2 separate regions of the Mus musculus genome follow, and region 2 is linked to region 1. A link is a contact called in public promoter capture Hi-C data. All regions are on one chromosome and are shown on one strand. The core of a region is the stretch at or near the end of the contact, and the rest is flanking DNA. Distances in the headings are between cores, read along the strand shown. Region 1 has its middle 11 kb from the start of Entpd3. Region 2 has its middle 16 kb from the start of Gm34655.

The links. Promoter capture Hi-C pulls out the DNA fragments that hold promoters and counts their contacts.
Region 2: a promoter capture Hi-C map of the HPC-7 cell line shows a contact between it and region 1, with 4 times the contacts expected there. The contact joins two enhancer-like sites. A contact is called at or near these places in 5 of 39 promoter capture datasets (the HPC-7 cell line, cranial neural crest, embryonic stem cells and 1 more) and 5 of 115 datasets of contacts at active chromatin or transcription factors (bone marrow-derived macrophages, embryonic basal ganglia, embryonic forebrain and 2 more).

What each region holds. Positions count from the first base shown.
Region 1 is chr9:120,526,221-120,531,215 of GRCm38.p6, forward strand. No RefSeq gene overlaps it. Among named protein-coding and RNA genes, the nearest start is that of Entpd3, 11 kb to the right of the region's middle. Within about 2 kb of position 3,096, at least 23 of the 459 cell types and tissues checked have an H3K27ac peak or open chromatin away from gene starts, as enhancers often do. A contact at or near this core is called in the HPC-7 cell line, where this site is marked.
Region 2 is chr9:121,291,534-121,296,528 of GRCm38.p6, forward strand. No RefSeq gene overlaps it. Among named protein-coding and RNA genes, the nearest start is that of Gm34655, 16 kb to the left of the region's middle. Within about 2 kb of position 1,913, at least 4 of the 459 cell types and tissues checked have an H3K27ac peak or open chromatin away from gene starts, as enhancers often do. A contact at or near this core is called in the HPC-7 cell line, where this site is marked.

The DNA of each region.
Region 1 (4,995 bases), core at 1,846-4,345:
CATATCCCTGTTCCCTATATATAAACATCTTTTAAAAACAAACAAAAAAGCAAAAACAACAGTGTGTGTGCGTGGCAGGGGGTGGGGTGGGGTGGGGACAGGTACCACAGCATGCGTGTGGAGGGCAGAGGGCAACCCTTGGAACTTGGTTTTCTCTTTCCAGTCTGAGTAGGTCCTCAGGCCAATCTGATGGAAAGCAATTCCACAGTTGAGGGTTCCTCTTCCTAAATGATTCTAAATTGTGTCAAGTTGACAAAAGGAACCTGTGGAAATGAGCATGCACACACACACTCACACACATACACACACACACATCACACATACATGCTCACTATATACATACATACACCATATGTGCACACCACCCACATACACGCCATACACACACTCTCTCTTTTTTAAGATTTATTTATTTATTATATGTAAATACACTGTAGCTGTCTTCAGACACACCAGAAGAGGGAGTCAGATCTCATTACTGATGGTTGTGAGCCACCATGTGGTTGCTGGGATTCAAACTCAGGACCTTCGGAAGAGCAGTCAGTGCTCTTAACCACTGAGCCATCTCTCCAGTCCCACATACTCTCATACACACATATACTACACATCATACCACATTTGTGAGAGAGAGAGTGAGAGAGAGAGAGAGAAGAGAAGAGAAGAGAAGAGAAGAGAAGAGAAGAGAAGAGAAGAGAAGAGAAGAGGAGTGATGATGGTGCTGCCTGCCTCCACTGCAGCAGGCCCAGGACAAGGAGCCTGTGGTAGAGTGTCAGCGTTTTCTCTTTTGCCCACAGCAGCACTTTTGGAAAGTATAATGAAAGGGGAGAGTGAAGCAAAAGGGAAAACTAGGCGTCTCCTGCTAGGGTCAAGAACAGCAATTCTCATTCTCTTTTTGGTTTCCACCCAGAGCAGTGCTGCAGTGCCAGGAGGTGAGCCAGGAGGCAGCCTCCACCCCACACGGTGTGGTGTGCGACTGCAATGCTACCCACTGTGGTCCATGCCCTCCTAGAGAGGCTGTCAGGCAGCCAGTGCTGTCCAAACATCTTAAGCAACTAAAGAACAGAGGTTATTAAAGTTATGCAGGCATTGTTACTTTCTTTTTTCTTTTTTTGGTGCCTGAAACAAAGAGATACAGCCAATTAGCTCACAATGTTACCTTACTCCAAACCTTGAGATCCCGGCTCTGCAGAGTGCCTGTGACTCAGCACATCCATTCACAGTTCCTAGTGCGTGTGTATTGCTTTGTATGCAGGACGTCATGCAGAAGGCCAAACAAGACTGGCAGCAGCCAAGCATGCACCAACCTGTGCACGCCTGTTCCCTGGAGTGCACAGCCACACTCAAGCACACAAACTGTGCCATCACTCTCTTGGAAGTTTAGACTGCACACAGCTTACTGGTGGTAACCCACACACAGATCACCCATTGTAGGAGCTAGGAGAGAATGCTCTAGAGTGGGGAAATGTATCTCATGAACCAGGTTGTGTTTCACTTAACAAACTGGTCATACTGAGTCCTCACATCCGGTGTTTGGTTGGTTTGGTTTGGTTTGGTTTGGTTTGGTTTTGTATATAATATACAGCTCAACAGACCCAACTCCTGTCTAGAAGTCACTGGGCAGATAATGGGATTAGAATGCCAAAATGTACCTGCATAGACACAGATAAAGAGAAAACCATTGAACTAGAAGATTGAGAGGAGAAAGTTATTGCAAAGACTGTCCTTAAGCAAAGTAAAGTCGGCCTCCTCCAAGAACCTCCCAGCCAGGGGCCTGCTCGTATAAAACTAGGGTCCCAATGTAGCCCTGCTCTGTCTTGGCCCACTCAGCTAAATCCTCGGAAGAATTCTGCTAAGTCATCACCTACTTTATTATCGTCGTAGGCAGTAGTAATATCTACATGAATTTTTGTTTGTGCCTGGTGCCCAAGGGACCAGAAGGGGGCATCGGAACTCCTGGCACTAGAGATAAGAGTGTTTGAGCTGCCATGTGAGTGCCGGGAATTGAATCTGGGTTCTTTGAAAGAGCACCAAGCGCTCTTTCCCATTGGGCCATCTCTCCAGGCTCCCAGCCTCAGATCTTGATATTTAGTCCAATTCTTCATCTTCATCTTCCACGTTAATGACTCCCTTCAGCACAGCAAGTTTTTAATGAAAAGATGAATAAATTTTATCATTTATCAGTGACAGAAGATTTACATAGTAGCAAACTGAACTCTCGATTCTTTTGGGACATAGAGCAATGTGAAGATAAACCAATGTGATATTGTGATACACGCTGAGGAATACTGGAAGTAAAATGTTATAAGCCACTGTTTCCATAAGGAAACCACCGTGTTTCCCTAAGCACAGAAAGCTTTATCTTTATATGTGTGCTTAAAAACTCTGTGACAGATAGCACAGAATAATCAAAAAATGTGAATCAAAGGACCCGTATCCAATTCCCAGCACCCACAGGGCAGCTCATAATTGTCTGCAACTCTAGTCCTAGGGGATCTAACAGCCTCATGTGGCCCCCATGGGCACCAGGCACAAGCAAAAGACTCATACAAAAAAAAAAAAAAAAGAAAAGAAAAAAAAAAACCAGTTAATTAATTTAAAGATAGTTGGTGATGATTTAGCACAATACTTCCCGGGATTTGGCGGAGCAGACAGAGGCAGGGTGGAGCTACGCTGAAACGGTAGTTTTATGCCCCGACAACTTGTGCATGCAATCTGAGGTGTTTCCCTCCTTTGCAGGGTGTGACAGCATGTACGAGGAATGTGTGTGTCACGTGTTCAGAATCAGGGTTGCAGTGGTGCCGCGTGGCACAACGCAGGCAGGTGCTGTCGGTAACGCTGGATTCCTTATTTACTTGATATTAAATTCATATCTGTACTTTCATAAAGTTTTTATTGTTGCTGATTTTCATGACTTCTACACTCAGTCACGTGACACCCCCCCCCCAATCCCAGTTTGAGAAGTTCCGTGCTAGTTTATGCAGCTAAATGTGAGCAAGAGGGGCCAAGAAGTATTTTAAGTTCTCTCTTCTCCACCCGTCTTTCTGCAGATACCCATTAGCAATCTAACCACAAAGCAGCTGGCAAGGGAGCTTGGGTGACACTTCTGTGGTCAGAGCCGGGAAGAGAAGGGTGGAGATTGCGGGAGACAAAGAGAACTTCAGAGTTTAGTACAATGGAGAACTTGTTAGCTTCAGACTTCCAAGGAAATTTCTGTAGGGGATTATCTAGATCAGATTGGCCTGTGGGCACATCTGTAGAGTTTTCTTGATGCTAATTGACATAGAAAGGCTCTTCCACAGTGGGCAGAGCCACTCCTGGATCCATAGCCCTCTGGGTTGTGTAGGAAAGTTGTCTGAAGGCTAGACAAAGGGAGCTAGCTGGCCAGCATCCTCCTCTCTGGTCCTTGATTCAGTTCCTGTTTGAGCTCCTGCTCTGGAGTCCCTCTCTGGGAGAAGGGGGAGGGGCATGATCTATAAACTGAAATAAATCCTTTCTTTCATCCCCTAAGTTGCTTTTGATTGAGGCTTTTATCACAGACCGGGACACCAAACTAGAGCAAGTCTTTAAAATGTCATGGGACACTAGGGAGACTAGCAGGACACAGGTGCTATGAAAGGGGCAATGAAGATAGTGGGGGAGACTTACCTGGGGGAGGGAGGGGAACACAGAGAGATGGAGGGATAAATAACACTAAGGATATTTGAAAAAACTTCAGGGAATCACAATACTTTATGTTTACTTAAAATTACATATATATTACACACACATACATACTTACATATATTTGAAATTATGCCACTTTAGATGATAATACACACACACACACACACACACACACACACACCCCAAGCCCCTTAGACTATCTAACAAAACCCCCAGTGCCAAGCATGGCATGCTTCTTATGAGTTGTTGATCAGGGTTGTCCAAGAGACCTCAAACAAAACAGGTCATTGCTCAGACCCACAGTACATCCCTTAAATGAAGGCAACACCTATTGCTGAAGACACCACACGCTTCAGATGGGAAACATAAACCCAAAACAAACAAACAAACGACAACAAAATGAAATGAAATGAAAAAGAAAAAGAAAAAGAAAGAAACAGTCTTTGCAATAAGCAGAAGCACTGCTTAGTGATAAGAAGCCATTTGCTGGAAGCACAATATGTGTGTGTGTGTGTGTGTGTGTGTGTGCGTGTGCGTGTGCGTGTGTGTGTGTGTGTGTGTGTGTGTGTGTGTGTGTGTGTAGGTTGCAGCCTGTGAAGAAATCACCACTGAGGTTACAGGGAGTAAACAGTCATAGTTGGCTTCTTAGAACATGCTGGACGCTCATTAAATACGAAACTCTGTGGTCCAAAGGTGCGTCTAGAGATGTTTGCACTCTTAGGTGTTTGTCTAGAGGATGGAAATCTCTCTGAAAAACTCTGCCATTCTGTTTGAAAACAACTGTTTCTTTTCCTTCAGAACTCAGGGTTAGACAATTTTTAAGCTGGAAAGAAAGAAACTATTTGAATAAGAACAAAGTTGGTCTTTGATCACAAAGGCCCCACGGGGAGAGGAACCTTAGTGATAGAGAACCAAGGTGATGTCAGGATGGTGGTTGGTATCCAAATGAGAAAGCTATGAACGGAATGATGTGATACCCAACCTGCCAGGAGTGATGAGTCCAGGCCAGTCAAGTCCAGAAGTGAATTTGGCACAGTCCACCAGCAGTGCTGGTTTCAGGTCTCAAACCAGGTGCTGAAAATCAGAGAGGACAGGGCTGGAGAGATGGCTCAGCATGACTCAGTAAGAGCACTGACTGCTTTTCTGAAGGTCCTGAGTTCAAATCCCAGCAACCACATGGTAGCTCACAGCCAACCATAATGAGATCTGATACCCTCTTCTGGTGTGTCTGAAGACAGCTACAGTGTAGTTATTTATAATAATAAATAAATCTGTAGCCGGGCAGTAGTGGCGCATGCCTTTAATCCCAGCACTTGGGAGGCAGAGGCAGGC
Region 2 (4,995 bases), core at 663-3,162, 760 kb after region 1:
TCTTTTTCGAGACTGGGTTTCTCTTTTAGCCCTGGCTGTCCTGGACAAGGCAAATCTTATAAGGACAACATTTAATTGGGGCTGGCTTACAGGTCCAGAGGTTCAGTCCATTATCAAGGTAGAAGCAAGGCAATATCTTTTTATTTAAAGATTTATTTATTTATTATATGTAAGTACACTGTAGCTGTCTTCAGACATATCAGAAGAGACAGTCAGATCTCATTACGGATGGTTGTGAGCCACCATGTGGTTGCTGGGATTTGAACTCAGGACTTTTGGAAGAGCAATCGGGTGCTCTTACCTGCTGAGCCATCTCACCAGCCCGCAAGGCAATATCTAAGCAGGTATGGCGCAGGAGGAGCTGAGAGTTCTACATCTTGTTCTGAAGGCAAACAGTCTTACAGCCACAAAGACACACTTCCTACTCCAACAAGGCCACACCTCCAAATAGTGCCACTCCCTGGGCCAAGCATATTCAAACCAGCACAGCCATCTTGCCCTAACTCTGTGATCGTCCTGAGGCTTGTAAGCATCATTGATTTCCTGAGTCCTCTGAGCTTCCTTCTTTGCTCCACAAGAGGAATTTCCAAGCAGGAGCGCACAGCTATGCACTAGCCTGATCTAATATGTGCTACAAGCAGGCACACACACACCAAACAGAACATTGTGGGATGGGAGCCCACAGTACTGTCTAGGCTGGTCTCCGGCTCCTGGCATCAAGTAAGCCTATGCTTTGGTCTTTCTGGCCCTGAAACCTCGGCCCTGAGAGTTCCAAGCCCAGCTGCACCTATTTCTTTTCATCTCTTCAGCTGTCAGTTCAAACTGCTCTCCCATGGGCTGCAAATCAGCAAACAGAACTCCCATTGGCTGTGAGTCAGGTGCCGTTTTGGGTGCTGGGAATTAAATGAACACACAAACAGGAATCCCAGTGTCTTACCTCTACACCACACTTCATCTTGTTCTCTTACTTCTCCTGGCATCTCTTTGATCCTAGGAGATGGGAACTGGGAGATGAAAGACTCCATGTTTCACCTGGTCCAGTTCATCAGCCTGTTTGATAGAACAGAGCCCCAGGTGCTTGGAGGGGTTCTGTATGCTGGGGTGGCTTCCCCCTCCTTGTCTCATTCTTTCTATTCCTAACTCTTCCTTCCCTCCTATGGGGTCACTTTCTTAAAGAAACAACTTATCGTTAACTGTTCTTCAGTCCTGATTCTGGGGCTCAGGCTAACACAGGGGCAGCCTTATTAAGTCATTTTCTGCATTTTTACCTGGGGTCCCAGGTTGTACTGCAGGTTTTTAACTAATATAGAGCAGGTACTTTTTTTTTTTTTTTTTTTTTTTGCATTTTATCTGAGTTACTACCTCAGATCCTGGAAAGTATCAAATGTGCTGATTTCTTTCGAAACAGGATCTTACTATATAGCCCTGGCTAGCCCAGAACTACAAAAAGCCAAGTGGTCTCTAACTCAGAAAGATCCTCTGGCCTCTGCCTCCTGAGTGCTGGGATTAAGGTCTGCCCGGTGTTCTGCAAAGCTGAGACCTACCAGGACAATTACCATTTCCACCTGCCACCTGCTTCCTCCATGCTGGGGAAGGGACACCAGCTCCTTCTCATCAGGGACAGGATCCTTGTGTGTACTTTGGCGCTGGGAACCAGATGTCAGGGCCCTGCCCGTAGAACAAGGTTGCAGACAATGGCCAGGACTGAGTGACCAACCTCAAGGCTGCAGACAATGGCCAGGACTGAGTGACCAACCTCAAGGCTGCAGACAGTGACCGGGACTGAGTGGCCGACCTCATGGATCTGTACCAGCTTGGCGTCTCGTGACTGTAGGAAGCAAGTCTCAGACAGCTGGTAAAAATGCAGGAACATAGGACAGCTGCAGTTATGGGCTGACCACTAATTTGATGCTTCTGTGGTTCTACGCCACTTTTCTGCCCGCAGTTTCCTGCAAATGAGAGGTGTCCAGACTTGTGACATGATGTTGTCATCTACAAAGTTTGTGCTCTAGCACAACCAACTTAAAAAAAAAATTAAACTGAAAAAAATGGTAAAGATGCCTTATTTTAAAGTAAGTTCACCACTTTGTGTTGGCCACAGTCAAGGCTACCCTCAGCTGCACAGGTCCACAATGAAGAGGCGTGTACACACCAGAAGGGGCTGAAAGAACACCTCTCCCCAACTGGCTGTATGTTTTTAAGTCTAGGGTTTATTTTATTTTCATATATTTTGGTCATATTCTCCCCCCTTGGACTCCTCCAAGATCCTTCTCCCCACCCACCCAATTTCATATTCTTTTTCTCTCTCAAACCAAACCACACACATGTCCACACACACTCACACTGACAGTGTGTGCGGCACGCTCGTGTGCACACACGCGGAGCCAGTTTTGTGCTGGCTAACTGCTTCTGATCAAGCATCCTGCCCTGGAGTGTGGTTGATATACGCAGCGACACTCCAGATGAGAAAACCGAGGTTCCCTTTGCCAGCGGGTACGGACTACTTGCTTCTTGATCGGGATGGGAGCCTGTGTTTGCTTCCCTCTCTGGGCGTCGGGACTGTTTCAGGCTTGAGCCTGTGCAGGTCTTGTGCTTCCTGCCACGGTCTCCGTGAGCTCATATGTACACCAGTCCCATCATGTCTGGAAGACACCGTTTCCTCAGAGCCACCCATCATGCTGGCTCTTAACAATCTCTCTCCCCTTCTCTGTCACACAAACCCTTGAGCCTCCAGGAGAGGATATGACACAGAAATCCCACGCAGGACCGAGTGCTCTGAAGTCTCTTGCTCTCTGCACACTGTCCAGCTATGGTCTCCGTGTTAGTTTCCATCCACTGCAAGAAGGACCTTCTCTGATGAGGGTCGAGCAGGGTGCTACCCTGGATCCCAGTCAGGCGTGGTGGCTGTGGGATTCCTGACAGAGAGAGTCATCCTACAGTGAAGGGGAGTCAGGAATGGCTGAAATGGCAGTGGGAAAAAACTAGGGGGGCCCTGGTTCCACACCTCAAACTGCGATCACGTCCCAAGGGAAAGGAGATGGATTAGGCCAGATGACGGTTCTTAACTTCCAGAACCAGAAGGCGTTGGATCTACTGGTTTTACCTCAGACAATCTGCCCCTGCCCCTTTAAGACTTCAGGTTGTATGCAGGACCATTCCTACTGAATACTGGGTACTGAAGCTGGTCCCTCTCAGATTGCTTGTTCTAGATCCTGCCAGCCTGCCATAGTCTATCAAACCTGGCATATATCTGATGATTTAATCTGTGTGACTGAAATCCCATTGATATAATTGCACATTTACATTCTATCATAAAAAATATAATGTTTTGTTACCTGCTGCTGTGGTATGCATCTGTAACTCCAGCACTTGGGAAGCAGGGGCAGAGTGACCACTTCAAGGCCAGCTTGGGCTGTATGAGATGGTCTCTAAAATCCAAAACCACCCAACCACCTCAAACCCAAAACTGGGCTGAGAGATGACTCTCAGTGGTCAAGTGTAGACTATGTAAACCTATAACCTGAGCCCAGATCCCAGTACTCCCTAAAAGGTCAGGCATGATGGCATGTGACTGTCATAACAGTGCTGGGGGCAGGGAAGGGCAGAGATGGGCTCATTCTGAAGGCTAGCTAGCTAGGCAGTCTAGCTTCATCAGTGAGTGACCCCACCCTCCAAGGCTCAGGGGACATCCCAGAAGAGGGGCAGACAGGATGTAAGAGCTGGAGGATGGAGAGGGGGCTGGCTGTGAAACATTGTCTTCTGCACGTGGCACGACTGTCACTCACAGGGACTTGCACCGGCTCTGGTCACCAGCACAAGACGAAGATGGACAGAAGTGGGCAGAGATGGGACAGATTAAATCCAGGCCCCACCCCTTATGTAGGAGCCTCCGGCAGTTGATAGTTGCTGGGGAGTGCAAATGGTACCATGCTCCAGTGGATGCTTCACACCCAGGACATAGAGCAGCCCCGATGCATTAACTGGGTTGCTGGGGGAAAAGACATGAGGTCCTGAGGGGAATGTGCTGGGTGGCCATGTCGGGTAGGAAGTGTGAAATGGGCACAACCATAGTACATTGTTTACATGTATAAAATTCTCAAGGCAGAAAGAGTAAGGTGGAGAGCAATAGAAGACACCTAATGTCAACTCCTAGCCTCCCAGTGGGGCCATGAGTACACGCCCAGACATGTACACATACATACAATGGGCATTCTCCAAACACACATGCACACACGTGCATACACACACTCACAAGCACATAGGTGTACACACACACATGTGCGCACAGACACACACAGAGACACACAGACACAGACACACAGACAGACACACACAGACAGACACACACACACAGACACACAGAGACACAGACACACACAGAGACACACACACACACACAGACACAGACACACACAGAGACCCAGACACACACAGAGACACAGACACACACACAGACACACACTCACACTGTCCACCTGGCCTCAGCTCTTATTTGATGTTTTGGAGAACTCTTCTATTTAGAAAGAACTTCAAACCCATAAAAGATACTCTAGAGGCTGGAGAGATGGCTCAGCGGTTAGGAGCACTGACTGCTCTTCCAGAGGTCCTGAGTTCAATTCCCAGCAACCACATGGTGGCTCACAACCATCTGTAATGGGATCCTATGTCCTCTTCTGGTGTGTCTGAAGACAGCAACAGTGTACTCACATAAAAAAAGAAAAGAAGAAAAGGAAAGGAGAGAAGAGAAGAGAAGAGAAGAGAAGAGAAGAGAAGAGAAGAGAAGAGAAGACAAGAAAAGACAAGACAAGACAAGAGAAAGATACTCTAGAACCCAGCACTGAGACTCGTTGATAATGTTTGGCCCATCCAGTTTCTCCCTTGCTCCCATCAGGATGCCTCTTCCTTCCCAAATCATCTGAAGCTTTTGCCCCTTAAGTCCTAATGATGACAGTCTTGACTGCACATAATAAATTCAACCCAGTATTTTAGGCCGTA